Linked DNA regions of Zea mays: region 1 is linked to region 2. A link is a contact called in public Hi-C data. All regions are on one chromosome and are shown on one strand. Each heading gives the region's core, a stretch centred on a gene start, on an enhancer-like site or on the middle of the called end of the contact. The rest is flanking DNA. Distances are from core to core; before and after follow the strand shown. Region 1 overlaps LOC103653170 (F-box protein At5g39450). Region 2 holds the start of LOC100281658.

Region 1 (4,188 bases), core at 695-3,194, 410 kb after region 2:
TGCTCATCAAATGAGACATTAGCTTTATTCTCTTCCCACTTGAGGTCATCAAAAACTATTTCCCATAGCTCTGGATCTTCTGTACTGTAGCCCTCGCAAAGTTCATCGTCATCTAAAGGATGTTCATCATCTACAATTGAAGGGTTGTCATAAAGATCCCAACTAGGATTCTTTGTTTCCAAATCTTGTTTACAGACAATTGAAGTATCCTCTAGCTTCTTGCACACATGTTCCAAATGCCCGCAAACCTTTCCTATCTTGCCACCTTCTACTTCTGGGATAGTGGAACACAGTTTATGAACTGAATGCAACAGTGAAGATTGCCTCCTCATTTCTTGAATAACATATCTCAACGAATTCTTTATGTTCACATGATACTTGAAGTCGACATTTTCCTGTGGAACAACCAGATGATAATCACGGCGTACAAAGATTACAGTTTTGCTTAGCTACAAATCGACCTTCATAATACAACCAGATGACTACATGAGTTTGATAATACATACCACATTTGATGAGATCTTCACTGCTTCGACCTTGTTGACGGCAATGGCGGCGAACTCAACCGCATCCTTGGCCTCCTTCTCTGCAATAATGGCCGCACATCTCGCCTCCGCAGCCACGACGGCAGCAGCACGCGCCGCTTCTACAGCATCGGCAACCACTTGGCTTGGAGTATGATCCATCCGCAGAGGAGCAGAGAAAGGCGGCTAGGGTTTCTCTCTAGATTGGGGAAGCAGCCTGCGTGAGCACCAACCGGCGGCAGCTAGAGTTTCTGTTTGGATTGGGGAAGCAGCTCGCGTCGAGTAGAAACGGCGGGGCCAGGTTATTGACGGCGTGAGCACGGAGTGAGTTTAATGTTGACCACCGAACCAAATCTCTCTCTGTTGTCCATATCAGTCGTTGCCTATTGGCTGCGTCTCCAAAACAGAGAAGCCATCAGCAACGCCTCCAATTTGTCAAAACCGATTCTCTATTGTTTCATAATGGCAATTGTCTCTCGAGCGCGGTCACGAGGAGCAGGTGGAGATCAGAGCGGCAGGCACAGTCACGTGAAGCGGGTAGCTCACGTCTAGGATGGAAGGAGACAACAACCTCATAGATGACTAACAGCGGGGAGCAGGTGGCAAAGTTCGTAGACGGAGACGGTGACTAGCTCGGATGCGATGCGGGAAAAACTAGCTTTCTCAATCTAGATATGGTGAAGGCCATAATGTGCTATAACTGGTGCTCCGCCATTGATATACTATCCATATATGTGAATTAACAAGACTAAAGTCATGTTTGTTTACCCTCTAAATTATATAATCCGACTTAAATAAGTTGAGAGCTTATATAACCTATAAGCTGGATTATATAATCTTGGAGGGAAATAAACATGACCTATAGACTTTAAAAACTTTGCGCGATAAAACAATAATTTGCTGCATCCACGAATGTTTATGTATTAAAAACTTTGCACATCAGAAAATATGATGTGTTCATGACTATCTAGTCGCATCTTGTGTTCACGTTACGAACATTTTCCAAAACATGTGTAGACCTTTATTAAAATGTTTGGGAAATTTCCAAAACTTTCTCGTTGCTTATATTTATGTTTCTATAGCTAAAACTAATTACTGGAATCTTCTAGAGATGTTTTCACGAGTTTTACGTTTTATCTGGTTTTCTAAGCTTAGAGATCATTTTCGCGGTTCAGCTGTTTTAAAAACTTCATCCATTTGGCAGTATTCTCGTTTATTTTCATCCATAAATGGATTATAAACAAAACAAAACACGTGCGTAATATGGACGTTCTGAGTAAGCAATAGTTCAGGTGAGAACACTTTTCTATAATAAAAAAAACACCCCACTAAATGACAGAAATGCCGCCCTGGATCCGTCCAACAAGTCCAGATTCGTTCGAGGAAAGGATACTGGGCCCCCAAAAAAAAACTGTGACGGAAGACGATTGACCTTATCGGGCCTGCCTAGCCAATTTAAGCAAAACAGTGATGCACAATACTGGCGAAATGCATCAAAAGAAACACATCACGTCACCTGAAAGCTGTTCCAGTATAGACTTCGTATAAATCGCCTGCATTATAGTGAAGAGATGTACAGATCTCATACAAATTTACACTCCAGATTGGTTTCATTTTATAGCACAAACATGAAAAATAGCTGTAGTAAGGAATATGGGGTGTGGTTGCTATTTCCTTCATGACAAAGTATTTGAATTCCTAAAGTATTACGGCTGCTGCTATGCTCCTTCAGCCACGAGGTAGTATGTATTATGGAAGCATCGCCAGGTGACTATCACCTGGCAAATGGCAAGCAAGAAGAGCTAAACTTGATCCTGGAGACCGTTTCTCCGTTGTCTGCATCAGGTGATCATTTGATACATCCTCCTCCACTCACACCTTTTACCTGAACAAAGGTTGTCCATCTCGTCAGATGATGATATATATACTCTGAGACGCCAAACGACTCGGAAGCTAGAAAAGATAGATCAGGCATTGTTTAATCCATACCATATAAAGTCAGTCAGTACATGAGCTACATAGTAGATGCAGCACAATGGTATTTGATAAGCATTTATGTAAATCAAATGTTTCAGAACAAAATCAAACTAGGCAGTCACAGATGACAGGTGCGTTTTTTAGACCACTCCTCAACCTTCAGAAATACAGAAAATTAAGCAGAAGTTTTGCAAAGACTGATTTTTTCAACAGTGAAAAGCCTAGGAGGATACTGAAGGCGCATTTTTAGCCAAATCGAACATACAGATCTTGCCAGAAGTATACACATTTGAAAAACAGCGTGTTTAGTGCAGTTTTACAAAAGAAGCAAACTACTGCTGTTATAAGTTCTGTATTTTGCACTAGCAGGGTACAGCGTTCAGCGATAAATAGCTCATCAGATAGTTACAGCTTCGAGTACTGATACACAAAAACATATTAAACAACATTGCAACAGCCACAGGGATTAGGCGTACTAAAAAAAACCTCGGCCGGGGAGGAAAAGACTGCCCTCCCAGTATTATATTAAGAAGAGACCGAAACATAGTCCCAGCCGAGAAAACCCCCGGGGTCCCCTGGCCCCATCGCTAACGGGCCGATCAATTGCCCACTCTGCAACGGCCCAGCCGGAGGGTGGCACGCAGGATATCAATCCCCGAGAACGGGTGGGGCACAACGAGGGGATTTTTTTAAACAAGCTCGAAATTTGCCCCCAAGGGGGTCGAACCCGGGACCTGGAGGTGCTACTCGGAAGCCTTAACCATTATACTAGGATCACTTTCACAGATTAGGCATACTATGTATGCATAGTTCAGTAAGGATTCTAAAATTATTTGACCAACAATGACAAGGGACATATGTTAGGAATTTGGGGCCTAATTAATTGGGTATTCCTCCTAACAAATTTGTCCAGCTGAATTTTCAAAAGTCAATATAATCCTGAACAACATGACAAACACACCGAAAACTGCAGACCATGAACAAACCACGACAGAATGAAATGGGTAACATGTATCCCGATGCATTCCAGTGGCAATGTAGAACTGGAAATATACCTGGGAGAAGCCGCGCCGACAGGGAAACTGGTGAAAACATTGGAGTAAGACTTTGTCAGGTAAGCAAAGTTCGGCACTGGCTGCAATGCAGGCACACGCTCCCCTTTCTTCAGCAGTTCGTCCAAATCCAGTCTTTGCAAGGTAAGCACGGCCCCGGTTTCTCTCCAAACAAATGCAAGTAGCCCATTCTGGAGGACAAACAATGAACCAGGCTTTGAGCTAGGGTATCTGAAGCCATACCCATTGGCAATGCCCTCGCCTGCGAAGCTCCTCTCGACATCAAACTCCCCATCAGTCTGCCACGGAAAGGGCTCTGTTGATGGCTCACTCATCCTCGTTATAAACATTGAAGACCCATTGGGATGGACAACATAGTGTGTTCCCTCCAACACCTTGGTCGCGATCAGCTGAAGCTTCCCCTCACTGTCCTCTTCATATGAGAGTAGCAGAAAGAAGAGAGCCTTCTTGGGCTTGCATCCATCGTCTGGCCGCCCCGGTGGCCACCCGAATGTGCCTCCCCACAGACCGGCGTACTCCCTTCCCGGCATGGGCGCCTGCACCCTGAGCTTGTAGAGCGCGAACCGGTTGTCATGCATGCTCGGCCACGCACGGTAAGTGGACAGCCGCATTCT
Region 2 (3,955 bases), core at 532-3,031:
CTTGACCGTGGTGCTTGGCCCTCGCGTGAGCTTCCCTTTGCGTAGGGGCACCAACGAGGATTAGTCGGGACCTTGCGTGGTTCCGGATACCTCGGTAAAAATACCGGCGTCATCCACGAGAGTTTGCTTCTCTACTTAGCTCTTTACATTCCGCATTTATATCAAGCATTTAAGTTTCAATCTTGTAGTCATACTTATTTAGTGTAGATTGAAACTTAGCCTTTGCGGTAGAGATAGCAACACTTAGACAAAACCTAGTTTGCACATTTTAGTTTTGATTATTTGCATAGGTTTTGCTCTAGGGATTTAATTGTGGCCTAGTTTAGTAAAAGTTTTAGAAGTTCTAATTCACCCCCCCCCTCTTAGGCGTCACCCGTTTCCTACAGCGAGGTCGACAACAACTCACTGGTTCGCGCAAAGTACGGTGGAACACATAGAATTATATAGGTTTGGGTTGATTAGATGCATAATATCCTACGTCTTGTGTGTGGATGGCAATGTATTGTTTTTGAGATCTGTATTACAAAGAGAATGAGCGTAGTGTTGTCTATGCCTATAAGAGGATCCAATCGTTTTATAGGGGTACATATTCTATCTTATACATCCAACAAAATTAGGGTTTACATAGTTGAACTGAATGTTATTAATCTGTGCTTATCCACGAAACTAACTCTGACTTATCTGTGATTAGGTGAGCTTTGAGGCGCTTATCTCGTCCCCTACATGCGTGGGAATCGGCTAGTACACCTTCACACCCACACAACCGATCTCTACGTCCGCTTCTGGTTGTGTCCGACTAATCAGCTCGTGAAGCCTATGCGCCTGTCCTATTGAGACCTTATAACAACCCATAAATCGAAACAGGATCTTGGGGACTCGAGGGATATCTACCCCCATAAGCCCATGAGCTACCCCACAAGTATCGCCAATGTCCATGGGTTGGTTGGGTGGGGGTGAGGTGGCTCCTAACCTGTGCTCGTGTCGACGAATGACTTAGATCAAGACAATTCAGCTGCTATAGATGAGAAAGAGACTCTGACACTGCCATTGTTTATAGGTTTGTCTAGGAGAAAATAAAAAAAATTAATCATATAGAACAGTGGCAATTGGATAATATTTTGGAAATTCTAGATAGTACGAATCTAAAAAGCTTAAGGTAGGAGAAAAATTTGGATTGAACTATATATATATATATTTTGAAATTTATTCAACTTGTATCTTCATATTTTTGAAAGTGGATCGAGGTGAAAAAGCTGAACCAAACGGAACAAGCAAGAGAAAAGACTCCAAATTTTAGAGTTTTTTTTCATAGATAATCTGGTAGGTAAAAGGACATTAAGAATAGTTTGAAAACTTAAACCTCCTCCGGAATTTCTAAATATTAAGGGCTAGTTTGGGAACCTTAATTTTTCTAGAGATTTTCATTTTCCCATGGAAAATTAGTTCATTTTCCCTTGAGAAAATAGAAATCCTTTGAAAAAATATGGTTCCCAAACTAGACCTAAAAGATAAATTATTTTAATTTCCCTTAATCTATGGAAATCCTGGAGTGGATTTAATTTTCCAAACTTGCTATTAACTTTTTTTCCAATTAAAAAAAGGAAAATGAACATTCACTACTGCCAGATGGGTCCAACCGACGTTGAAGCCCACACGTCACGCAACTGATCAGATCAAGCAGACTCTGTTTGGTTGGGCCTGCTGCGACCTAGCCCAAATCGATATAGCCCCACAGCCTGGTCCGACGATTTTTTTGGAAGTGAACCGACCTCGCGCTAGGGTTACTCGCGCACGCTCCATCCGTCAACCACAAGAGCCCCACGCGCTGGCCTTGCCTCTGCCCCTCGCCCTCGCCTCGCCTCCAGGATCTTGTCCTCCCCCATCTCCTCGGGCCAAGGAATCGTTCTCATCCGGCGACCTACCTCCGTTACGTCTCAGGTGAGTCTACACGCACCGCAACGGATCCTTCTCCGTCCGGATCCGCCATCGATTTTGGTCGCCCGCCAGTCAATCGCCGGACGCGGCGTGAATCTAATTGCCCGGATCCACCCCGTCCTTACCGCCGCTTTGTTTCTTTCCCTGGACGGCCGCCCGGATCCTCCTCGCCTGACATCTCCTTTCTCGTTTTCAGGTCTTGTTCTGTATCACAAGCAAAGCAAAGGATCGGAGGCTACTCCATTCGGCAGCAAGGTAAGCTGGAGCCTTCTGTATCTGTCTATGCTATATGCTATACTCTAGGTTGAGGTTAGTTATAAACTGCAAACTCTGTCCTTTGTTGTTTAATTCGACCTTGAATGAAATCAAAAGGATGGGATACTCTGAGATCAATATATATTTAGTATATATGAAACGCTGCCATGTGTTTTGTAGCATCAGAAACCCTTTCTTAATTCAACATGGAGACTAACCCTGATATTATTGCAACCCTAAACATGCCTGTTATCTTTATATTTTTTTTAAAAGAATGAATACATATGCTACTTGCTAACCTCCAAGATGCAGACTTTAGTCCCATGTATGCTTGGATTGCTTGCTGTTTTTCTGAAATAATGCTACTGGTTGAAGTGTTCGAAATCTGAACATTGTGAATCATTCGAAACCAACTAGCGGTCTAAGTTTTGTAGTACTAATATATTTGGTTAACATTATACAGCAGAAGAAAATAACGTTGGTTACGACTTACTAGCATTATTTTAATCTGGTGCGAACTTGGTGGTTTTGTTTCAGTCACTAGCTAGAACATGGATAATTTTGACCCTTTATATTGTTTTACGTGTGAATTTTCTATGCCTGTACCAATTTTTTATTGCAATCTATCCTTGGTCCGAAGTCTAGATGGTCATTTTGTTATCAAATAGCGTCAAATATCCTCAGGCTGCTTGTATAGTTGTTATTATGTGTGCATACAAACTGTTTGTGTATAGGCGGGCAGGCGTGCCCACCACCTATGGACCCCTTAGCTGAAGGAGACAAAATTAATTAGGATGGCAAACATTAGGTTTAATTTTTCCACAATGATGTTTGTCACCATGCCTGTGTAGAACTACTTCGCCATGAGGAGAGAGTAAGAGACCCCTTTTTCCGCTTGTGCACGTTGCTTAGGACGATGCATTTGCATACAGATACAATCATACAATTAACAGCTTTGTTGAGGGACAAGTTGCTATGTTCCTACAAGTGGTTGGCCACATTCGTAGGTTTAGGTTGATAGGGCGCAATTTTAGGAGTTTGGAAACATTTAGGCATTACTTGCATGTAGTTTTGTATGCTATTGGATAACTGTGTGGAGAGAAGATTTGGCCACCGTCCCTTGAGATCCACCCTAAAATTGCAAACAGCCAAAGGTTCAACCTGTACTTGTATCCTTACAAACTTAGACGTGGCATACATGTGATAATGCAAGAATAAGGGTTTTTTAGTTGATCATGAAATTGGTCTCCTGTTCTTTATGGAAATATAAATCTTCGAAAAAAACGTGAACATTTAGCTGCTTGGTCTATTATTTTATCTATCTATGGCAAACTTGGATATGGTGTCTGTTTCCAGTGATTTCCATATATAACCTACTACGTTTGATTTACTTATTCTTTTGTGCTGCATCTTTCTATACCAGTATGTTATTCCTTGTATGTGTGCCTCTTCTTCAAGGTTATTTAAGCAATAAAACGTTGAAGCGCTCATGAGTACCTTTTAAATTTAGAACGTTTAAGCGAGCTTTAAAACTTCTTTTTAAACATGGACAAAATATCAATATAACATAATTTCACATAACAATATAACATGCCCACAACCAGACTACCACAATAACACAAGTTCAAGTGTTCAACTAATAGCAACTAGCAAGTCGACAACCTCAAACAAAGTGGAATGAAATGTCCAGTGGTCCACAACCACAAACGTAGCACAAAATCAAGGAATACAATGCCCACAACTGCAAGCACACAAGCGTTACTCA

The links. Hi-C and Micro-C count contacts between places; a contact is called where the count stands out from the background.
Region 1: a contact with region 2 is called in a Hi-C map of ear, with 2.9 times the contacts expected there. The contact joins the enhancer-like site here to the promoter of LOC100281658 in region 2. A contact is called at or near these places in 2 of 25 Hi-C or Micro-C datasets (ear and tassel).

The regions. Positions count from the first base shown.
Region 1 is chr4:42,452,922-42,457,109 of Zm-B73-REFERENCE-NAM-5.0, forward strand. LOC103653170 (F-box protein At5g39450) reads right to left here. Exons shown (of 2, transcript XM_008680132.4): 1 at 3,557-4,188; 2 at 2,037-2,409. The coding sequence ends at 2,406. Among protein-coding and RNA genes, the nearest start is that of LOC103653170, 3.2 kb to the right of the region's middle. Within about 2 kb of position 1,945, at least 15 of the 20 cell types and tissues checked have an H3K27ac peak or open chromatin away from gene starts, as enhancers often do. A contact at or near this core is called in ear and tassel, where this site is marked.
Region 2 is chr4:42,046,425-42,050,379 of Zm-B73-REFERENCE-NAM-5.0, forward strand. LOC100281658 reads left to right here and starts at 1,782. Exons shown (of 8, transcript NM_001154578.3): 1 at 1,782-1,938; 2 at 2,132-2,190.